Regions from separate parts of the Sus scrofa genome. Here region 2 is linked to region 1. The links are chromatin contacts, called in public Hi-C maps. All regions are on one chromosome and are shown on one strand. Each heading gives the region's core, a stretch centred on a gene start, on an enhancer-like site or on the middle of the called end of the contact. The rest is flanking DNA. Distances are from core to core; before and after follow the strand shown.

Region 1 (4,813 bases), core at 893-3,392:
GATCCCCTTGCTATACAGTGGGAAAATAAAATAAAAAATAAAGAAAGAAAGAAATAAAAAGAAATCTTTGCTGACTAAATAAATGATGGGTACCTATAAGGAAAACGAAGCTGGGCAGGGGGTAAACCTTTCCCAAAGTCACCTGGCAGAGCAGATGCCCAGCTCTATTATCCTGGACTATTTTATGATACCATGATGCCATCTTGCATGTAGGTATTATATATTATACATAGAAAGAATTACCTAGAAAAGATTAAAAACAGATGAATATATGAAAAGAGATCATGATAACAAAAGGGCATGTACATCAAGGTGTTAGGTGTTTTGCTCCTCCTGGAATCAAATCTTTATGATAAAGAAGTAAATTTAGCAGGAGCTTTAGCTAAGGAAAGAAAACAAGAGGTCCTCTAAATCTTGCCATGAAAACTCACTGCTAACTCTAACCAGGAAGGCTGTAGGTGTACGAGTACAACAGAAAGGGGTTTGGGGTGAGTAGATGCAAACAATTACATTTAGATTGGCGAGACAACAGGGTCCTACTGTACAGCACAGGGAACTATATCCAATCTCCTGGGAAAGACCATGATGGAAAAGACGATTAAAAAGTGTATATATGTGTGTGTGTGTGTGTATATATATATATTACATATTATATATATATATGAAACTGAGTCACTTTGCTGTACAGCAGAAATTGACATACTGCAAACCAACTATAAATTAAAAAAATAAAGGATGGGACTTCATGCATTTAGCACTGACTGATGGGTCTGCTAATGTGAAGCTTGTGCTTACTGTGGCTCTAATTTTAGCCGACACGGTGGTCATACCACTGCCAGGACATACGCCAAACACGGTATATATGCACATTTCAATTCGTAGGAAAGGGAGGGACACCTTTTACTTTATGTGATTCTTTCTCTAGTGGGTGAGGAGAGTAGGACAAATAAAAAAGAAAAAAAAAAAAAAAACCCATGTTTGGCCACACATACTGTGAGCTGGGATTCAGAAGGGAGTCATTTGACAAAAATTTCTATCACTGCCAGTTCATTCTATTTGTTGCCAGCTTTGCTGTCCAAATATTCACCCCAAATATGTCAAAGAAAATTAAAAGAAGAAAATTATATAACAAAACATCCTTCTGAACTAATTCAATTTCAGTATTTATTTTGAAAATTTATTGAATTATAGTAGAGGAAACCCACTAAATTAAGCTGGCCAGACTGATATTTTTCTTCCTACGAGTATGGCAATATTTATTATTTTATCTATGAGGGGTTGATTAAAACTAGAAAATAAAAACACTTGCAATGTCATCATATATTTAGAATAAGGTGGCTTAGGCAAAATGAAAAAATATATAGGGCCCGTCAGTATTTTCTATTCCATAAACTAACAGATTTTCTGGAAAAACTGCATTTTAGAGATCGGCATTATGATTTTTAAAAGAGATTCCTACTCTTTTGTCTGCTTCACACCAAAGCCTTACTCTGGAATAGGTGCCATTGACTTCTACAGATAGAAAATGTGTGATGCTCATTTTAAAATTACTAGTAGAGCCTGCTATTGACCATCTAATTATGCCGAGTTCCATTTATAAACATAGCTAACCACTAAGTTTATGGAGACTTTTTGTGCTGCTTTAATAGGATATTGATCGAGAGCATAGTTGGAGTGGACTGCCATTGAATTGTGTAATGGCAAACAAAAGGCAAGGTCACAGCCACTGTTCATGCTAGGGCTGCAGTCTATTTTTTATTATAATCTTTTTGTTTCTTCCTTTAATGCTCAAGCCCAAGTGGTTTCTTTTAGAAAGAAGAGGTTGCATAAGAATACAGCCTTAGTTTAAAAAATAATTTCCAGGCCATGATCAGAGGTGAACCAATGGGCCACTTGTTTAGAAAAGAAAGTTTCAAATCTGCTCTACTTTAGCAAAGACCTAAAATCCTGCACATCTTTAAATGGCATCCCAAAGGACTGGGACATCCAGAATCTCTTATCCTACACCAATTTCCTTTGAGTCCGTCTTTGCAAGAACATTTTGTAATTTTCAAGTTTGGGCTTGTTCTGTCAAAGGGCTTCATTTCCTTATTGTACCTTGGAGCCGAGTTAACTGTTGTAGAAGCTCCATCCAGGCAGGTTAGAATATTGCCAACAGCCCCTGCTAAACTGGTGGCCAGAAAACCCTAGGGTGTGGAAATGTGTCCCCAAAGACACGCAAAGGACCTAGAGCCTTAAAAGAAAACTTTAAAAATGAACTACGATTGAGATCTTGGGATTCCCGTGTGAGAACACAGAGCGCACGTTTCTAAGGCAGAAAACAGCCACTAGGGTGCCACCTCATGCCAGGCTGAGGCATACGCCTGGCTCCATTCACTCCCACTCTCCATTGACAAACAGCTCGGGAATCCTGTAGCCACCCAGCAGCTTAGCTTTGTGGCAGAGCCAGGACAATTCAGCTGCTGGATTTTAATAGATTCTGCAGCACTGCAACAGGAACCCAAAATCAGTCTGGGTAACTGAGAGTGCTTTTCACACCCAAAGACTCTAAGGCTGGCCACAGCGTACTGAGAACCCTGGCTTTTCAAAATTCCAGGGCCATGAAGTCATCCCCAGCCACGAAGTTTACTTAACCCTTGCAGCCGACTTGGGGGTACAAACCACTGCCAGAAAATTAGAACCCGCCAGGCCAGAGTCACAATGGCCTGTGTGTATTTGCGGTTTTCCTCTTTCCCAGTGAAGTATTTAAGGTTTCGGAGTCACTCCACCAACTTCAAGTCAAAGAGTCAGCACTTTAGAAGGAAATGGGCAGAAGTACTGGATTTTTTTCAGAAGGATTTTCTGGGTTTCTCCCAGGAAGGATATTTGACAGCCTCAAAGCACACACTCCGAGGAAAACACTGGTACAAAATAAACAAGCGTGGGGGCTGACAGAGAGCTAGCTAAGCGGCGTCATGTAGCAGCCAGTAGAGTGGGCTCTCTTTGCAGCAACTTCATAGGAAAGAGACCCATCTGAAAATGCTTCTAGAAGGCTTTGTTTGAAAATGCAGCATCATGTAAGAGCCATTTCAACAGATGGTTCCTGTCTCTTTCCCCAGAGTATTATGCTAAAACAACTTTAGCGATTCTGAACTTCATTGTTAGCACTTGTAAACCCCCTCCCCCAGAGCAGAGACGTCTCTCTTTCTCTCTGGCGCGGTGTCTCGTGGTCTGCATTTCGCCCTGCCTCCCCCGGCACAAAGTGATAAATAACCAGAACTATTTTCAGATGGTCCTAGCACATGCGGGAAAAGGTAGGAGGAGAATGAATATGTTTGCTTTTATGCTGTACAGTATTCTCTTTGCTGCTAAGTGAAACAGAACTCTCCTTTCTTGCCTTTCATCGACTCTGGATGATGCAAAAAATTAAAAGGTGGCTAGGCAGGAGGCAAGGGTGAGAGGGGAACAAGTGGTGGGAGCCGGCAGCAGGAGCCCCTGATTTCCCACAGCCCCCGCGCATCCGAGCAGGATCATTTAATGTCAGGCCACCTTGTCGCTTGACCCTCACGTCTCAACGTGTGAGGCTAAGCCGGCAGCTTTCTCTTGAGTTTCTCTGCCACTGCCACCCTTTAGTAACACGATTATAAACAACAAACTTAGCACATAGTTATTTCAGTAAATCCTCATGAGGAAATACCGAAATAGCATCTCCCTCCTCTATTAAAGTTAAAAGGAGGAAAACTAAAAACAGAAACTAACTGGAAACCTGGGGAAAGTCAATATTTACATTCGCAAATTTAAAAACTGAATTGGAAAGATCCAGAAAGAGGGAGGATTTTCAAGCTAAGGCCACCTTTAGTGTGAAATTTCCGGGCCGTGTATGTGGTCAGGTCGGTGTGACTGGGGGGAAGTGGGTGGAACTGGCATAGGTTAAGAGGAAGTTAAGGAGAAATCTGTGACGAAGTGGAAGAAACTCTATGACATTGAGACCCTTAGAAACATCCCGGTAAGAGGCTAAATTAGAGAAAGATCATGGGTTGGGAGGGTGGGAAGATGGCTAGCGGGAAGACAGGTGGTTTTTAAGGAAATGAGACTATTCCGCATGGTACTGCAATCATTAGATCCATTCTTCAAAACCCAGAGATTATACAGCACAAAGAATGACCCCTAACGAAAACTACAGACTTTAGGTAATAATAATGTATCAATATCAGCTCATCCATTGTAATAAACATACCACACTAACAAAACATGTTAGTAATAGGGGAAACTGAGGAGCAGTGGCTATATTGAAATTCTGTACTTTCTGTTAACCTCTAACTATAAACCTAAACTTCCCTTAAAAAAAAAAAAAAAAAGCCTATTCATTAAAAAAAAAATCAAACCTGAAAACAAATTCAGGAAAAACTGTTGTAATTAAGTATTTTGCTTGTTTTGGTTTATCTGAAAATCATTTTACTTTTTTTACTACACAAATTAATAATCAGAAGGTTTATCAACTCTAACAAGAAATGCTAATTTAATAAAAAGGCAGAAACTTTGGACTTAGTTCTATAATGCACTTAGTTATAGGAGAGGTCATGACAAAACCCTCTGCAGTGAGCTAGCTGAGTATTGCAAAGTGAAAAGCGCAAATTTCTCAACTTTGTGCATCACCATGTCCTTTATCTATAAAAAGGGACAATGACAGCAGTCCAGAAGACTGAGCGAGGTCATGTTTACAAGGTGCCTAGCACAATGCCTGGTACTTGGTAAAGCTTGATAAACGCTGGCTACGGTCATTTTTCATATTAATGTTGCATCATGCTCCTACCAGGGCTCACATCACGCACTT
Region 2 (4,813 bases), core at 1,657-4,156, 120 kb after region 1:
TGTTTAAAAATCAAAAATTAAAATTTACACACTGCTTCTAAAAAAGATGATAAATACAGAATCATGACTGTCCTATATGGATATTAACTGCCATGTTAATTAGAATAGCAAAAACTTGCAAACATCTAATGCAGAGTTGATTTTATAAATAATAGTTGATTCATATTATAAAATATAGCCATTAAAACAATACCTAATGAATGTATGATGACAGAAAAAGGTGACTGTGATACAGCAGTAAATTTTTAGAAAGGATTTTACAGATACATACATCTATTCGAAGGCTAAGTCCCAAAATGGCAAAATTTTAATAATAGTTTTCCCTAGGCAATTTTTTCCCCTAGGTAATATTATCTTCTTCTTTTTACTCAGATGTATAATGCAAATTATGGTGATGGCAGGTAAATCCTTTAGTGATAAGCAGAAGTAAGCTTTTGTTATTTTTTTTTTAAGATATGACACAAAGCACTGGGCTCTAGGCATTTTAAATCACGTCTATGAAATTCAATCCTAATAATAAATGAATTTTAGAAGTGTTAGCAAATTTTTTGTGTGGTAGTGCTAATTACTACTTGTTAAATTCTGCTAAACTCCCAAATGCCATAAGGAAGAGAGTTCAGAGAGAAAGTAGATACAGACTGCTATTAGACAATTACCATGAAATTCTCTTATCAAATTAGGTAGAAGGATAACTCCTTAAAATTTAAAAACTGTCAAGAAGGAGACCAAGAGCCTGGAAGATTAAGCAACTTTGCCCAAGGATACACAATTTAGTTAACACTCCTAGTTGAAAAGTTTATTATTAGGCTCGCGTTTACTCCTTCCTCAATGGTTTCCTAAGGACCTTATTTGTAACAGAGTTCATAAGAAGCAAGCAAAATCAGTCATATTCGGTAGAAACTTAAAACAAACAAAATGTAATGAATATGCAGAATTAGGAAAAAAGTGGCCTGTTTCACTTTTTATGTCCTCGGACATTCTAAATGAATGAGAATCCAAAGCTCTCTGGTTTGGTTTACAAGTTTCAATGGAGACACCAAATTTCTACCCCAAATGAAGCAAAATCCTTCTTAATCCCCTAAAAATTCAAAATCCTTTGAGAAATCTTCTAAAGATGGTTTTAAAAAACAGCAATTCTGTTACAAACATTTTTGCAACACATGTTTGATGTAAAACTGTAGAGGATCATGGGGTCAGGAAAAAGAAGAGCCCAGATGGGTATTTCTATTTGATATTCATCATTTTTGATGCTTGAACACTGACACAATTACTGAATTTCCCTGTTCTCTCTCATCTGTTCCCCTGGATAAGACACACTAATAATTCTCCAAAACGATACCCAGATGTGTACTCTGAAAAGCAATGAAATAATACTTGGAACCCAGAAGATCTTGCACATAGTAGTTGTTCAATACTTATACACTGGATGGATAAAGTGAACGAATGAAGCTGGAGGGCACGTCTACAGGAACCCTAAGAGTTGCATAACCAGGCATAGGAACTGTGCTCAGAGCAAAATGGCTGAGACGGCAAACACCACTAAAACTGACTTTCCAGTGGTGTCATGACTGTATTAGTAACAATGATTAAAACACAACAGACATGGACAAACCCCAGGTACAAAAGGGCTACTTCAGGTGACGTCTTGTAAGGCTGGACAATTCTAATCAAGGCAAATACAACCTTACCTCCAACTCACAAGTTTCGATGATTTCAAGCTATGTACCTATCATGATGGGTCAATTCCACAACAAACAATTTGCTTAGACTCTGTACTGGAGCCTTCCTCAAACTGGCCAGTGTCCAGCTAGTTGACAATATGTGTTATTCCTAATTTTCTCAGCTGTAACAGGGACGCTTCAAGGCAAATGGGTTGCTGGGATGTGGGTCTTTTAACCAATCTGAATCTTCCATAGCTTATCCCATGATTCATGAAATGATCATCTTAACATCACACATTTTAATGCTTTAAAAAATCTTTAATGCCTTTAATGCATGGTATAGAAACACAATACTATTAATGAATCACACTATCTACATTTGGGTGAAAGCTGTGGTTAAACTGGACAGTGGAAGGAACCGTCCATCCCTCGTTTTGGTCTTCTACCAAATTAGGGCAAACTGTGCCTGGAAAGTGTTCTAAAAATGTCTCTATGGACTTGAAGATCATAAAGGCCCCGGTTTCACTGAAATAAAACATATACCAAGTCCAGCACACAATAAATCTTCAACAGGTATCAATACCAACATTTATATCTTTTGACCAAAAAGCATAAGAAAGTCATCATTTAGATTAACATTAAACTTGTAGGGTCCCCTAACGCTTTTAGAAATGATGAAAAGCCACACCTCCTCTTCCCAAGAAAATATATATCTATTCACAAACATACACCACTTTGCCAATTCAGCAGATTCTCAGATAGTCCAAAGACAGTCCATAGATGGAATTGAAGAACCCCCATTTCAATCATAATACACCCAGAACAGCTTAAAATACACATTTTAAAATCATGAGATTTTGAGAGACACAGAGGTAAAGTAAGAATCCACAATGCATTACAAAAAAAGGAGTGGTAGCTCAATTATAAAATATGTCTCTGCATATTTTGATATGTGTTGCTCTGTCTTAACTACCCAGCAACAATGAGGTAAATAGATTTAGCAAATGTTACTGAAGTAATGAAATACATAAACATCTCCACCAGCTTTCCTCCTTAAGCTTTAGCTGAACAAGAAGGAAACTAGCATTTATTATCTTCCATATATGCCAGGGACTGTTAGACACTTTCTCACATTACCTTCTTTCTTTTTTGGGGGGTGGGGGTACTCCAGGGATGGAACCTGTGCTGCAGCAGTGATTACACCAGATCCTTTCTCCATGGAGCCACCAGGGAACCCCAGCGTGACCTCATTTCTCTGTAAGAACAATACCACAATACAGAGTTCCCGTCGTGGCGCAGCAGAAACGAATCTGACTAGGAAGCATGAGGTTTCGGGTTCCATCCATGACCTTGCTCAGTGCATTAAGGATCTGGTGTTGCCGTGAGCTGTGGTGTAGGTCACAGACTCAGCTCAGATCCTGCGTTGCTGTGGTTCTGGCGTAGGCTGGCAGCTGCAGCCCTGATTCAACTCCTAGCCTGGGAACCTCCATATGCCACAGGTGAGGCCCTAAAAAGACAAAAAAAAAAAAAAAAAGACAAAAATAAATAAATAATAACAATACCACAATAAGGCACTGTCACTACCCTTTATAGAGGTGAATAAATTGAGGCTAATGGATAAACAAACAGCATGCTGAAGTTCCAAAGTTCGTAAGCAGAAGAGCTCAGACTGAATACAATGGCAGATCTTAAGCCATTATTCTGTTACATATAAGAGTTTATAAACCACTAGAATCAGGTTTATTCTAATTCTAATTCAGTAAGTGTGAGTAACCTTTCCTCTCCAAAATAAAGGTTAAGCATGTATGGGGTTGTGGGGCAAATATTTCATATCCTCCTTTGACCTATGTCTCCAAAGTTCTATTTCCCAATCTCGAGCTTTTCCCAACAAGAGACAACTTAGGTCCTGCGGGACCACCCCTCCCTGACTTTAGCTCTGCCACAGATTATGAACCTAAACTTATACTCCTGAATAGCTCCTAAAACACAGCTAAAGAAAAGCTAAAAAGAAAAAAATGTGTAGATCACCTGTCCTAGACACAAACTTTATAATTAGCTATAATTTATCTTCCAGGCATAATTATGTACATTAATATAGTTCAGACAATAGACTCAAGCTATTTCAAAGTTTAATCAGCCTCCTTCCTAGAGAACATATACACAGACAGTTAAACAAAATAAGACAGTAAAGATTACGGCTACACACCCATACCAAAGATCAGACGTGATTAATTATTCTAAACATTTGTCTCAGAGGCAATTAAGTTGCCTGAGCAATCAGTCCTGTCTTGTTGAATTGATCTTTTTTAAAAAAACTGAGCTGACGATTCATTTCAGCTGAAACAGTGAAACTTTTTCAAGTTTCAGGAGCCAACTGGAACATCATTTATGTTCCACCGTGACACTCCATCCACCTGCCACCAGAACAAGAAGTAGGTGCCTTTCTTTGAAAGTCCTAAACTTATCTCAATATTTTTCATATGTATATATACAATTTAGGGGTTATGGAGGTGGAAGGCAAGAACTAGAGCCCACAGTACTGTATTAGGAAACCCAAGAAGTTAAAAATTATGGAAGTTATGTAGATGCACCTTCCAGGAAAAGATTATACGATGACAGCACTGGATTATAACTCAAACCTCACAGCCCTTCCAGAAATGTGAACTATATATCCCCATGAACTGCATACAGTGGTGCTCCATAAAGGCCCAAACTCTCTAATGGAGTGAATGGAAAATGAACCAGGAAGTTACTATCACAGGTTTAATTATGCCAAATATCACTATGAGTGTATATGAGTACCATGCAAAGTTTATAACCATCCATAGTTTTCCTTGCACTTAGCAGCATCAGCAATTGGGGGAAATTATCGAGCTCTTGGCAAAGAAGCCATCAAGTACATCAAGAGTTTATGTAACCAAAGCAAGGTACTCGAGTGATGACCACATGTTTGTGTCCTCACGGTTTCCTGTTCAGTTTACCTGTTTGAGTCAGACGGACCTTAGCAGAGCAAAGGGCAGAATCTAATCCTGAGTCACATGGAAAAGGGATGAACAAGTCTTGAAATACTTCACACTATCATGTCACTGAAACAAGTTAATAAACAATGATTTCCTAGTGACCTGATTTGCACAGGCAATATAAAAAAGAAG

The links. A called contact is a pair of places that touch in the nucleus more often than the background predicts.
Region 2: a Hi-C map of liver shows a contact between it and region 1, with 3 times the contacts expected there. The contact joins two enhancer-like sites. A contact is called at or near these places in 4 of 47 Hi-C or Micro-C datasets (liver and skeletal muscle) and 2 of 2 datasets of contacts at active chromatin or transcription factors (alveolar macrophages and skeletal muscle).

The regions. Positions count from the first base shown.
Region 1 is chr6:150,961,564-150,966,376 of Sscrofa11.1, forward strand. All of the region lies in intron 4 of NFIA (nuclear factor 1 A-type), which reads right to left. Among named protein-coding and RNA genes, the nearest start is that of NFIA, 270 kb to the right of the region's middle. Within about 2 kb of position 2,143, at least 48 of the 83 cell types and tissues checked have an H3K27ac peak or open chromatin away from gene starts, as enhancers often do. A contact at or near this core is called in alveolar macrophages and liver, where this site is marked.
Region 2 is chr6:151,080,290-151,085,102 of Sscrofa11.1, forward strand. The region is part of intron 2 of NFIA (nuclear factor 1 A-type); the gene reads right to left. Among named protein-coding and RNA genes, the nearest start is that of NFIA, 150 kb to the right of the region's middle. Within about 2 kb of position 2,907, at least 6 of the 83 cell types and tissues checked have an H3K27ac peak or open chromatin away from gene starts, as enhancers often do. A contact at or near this core is called in alveolar macrophages and liver, where this site is marked.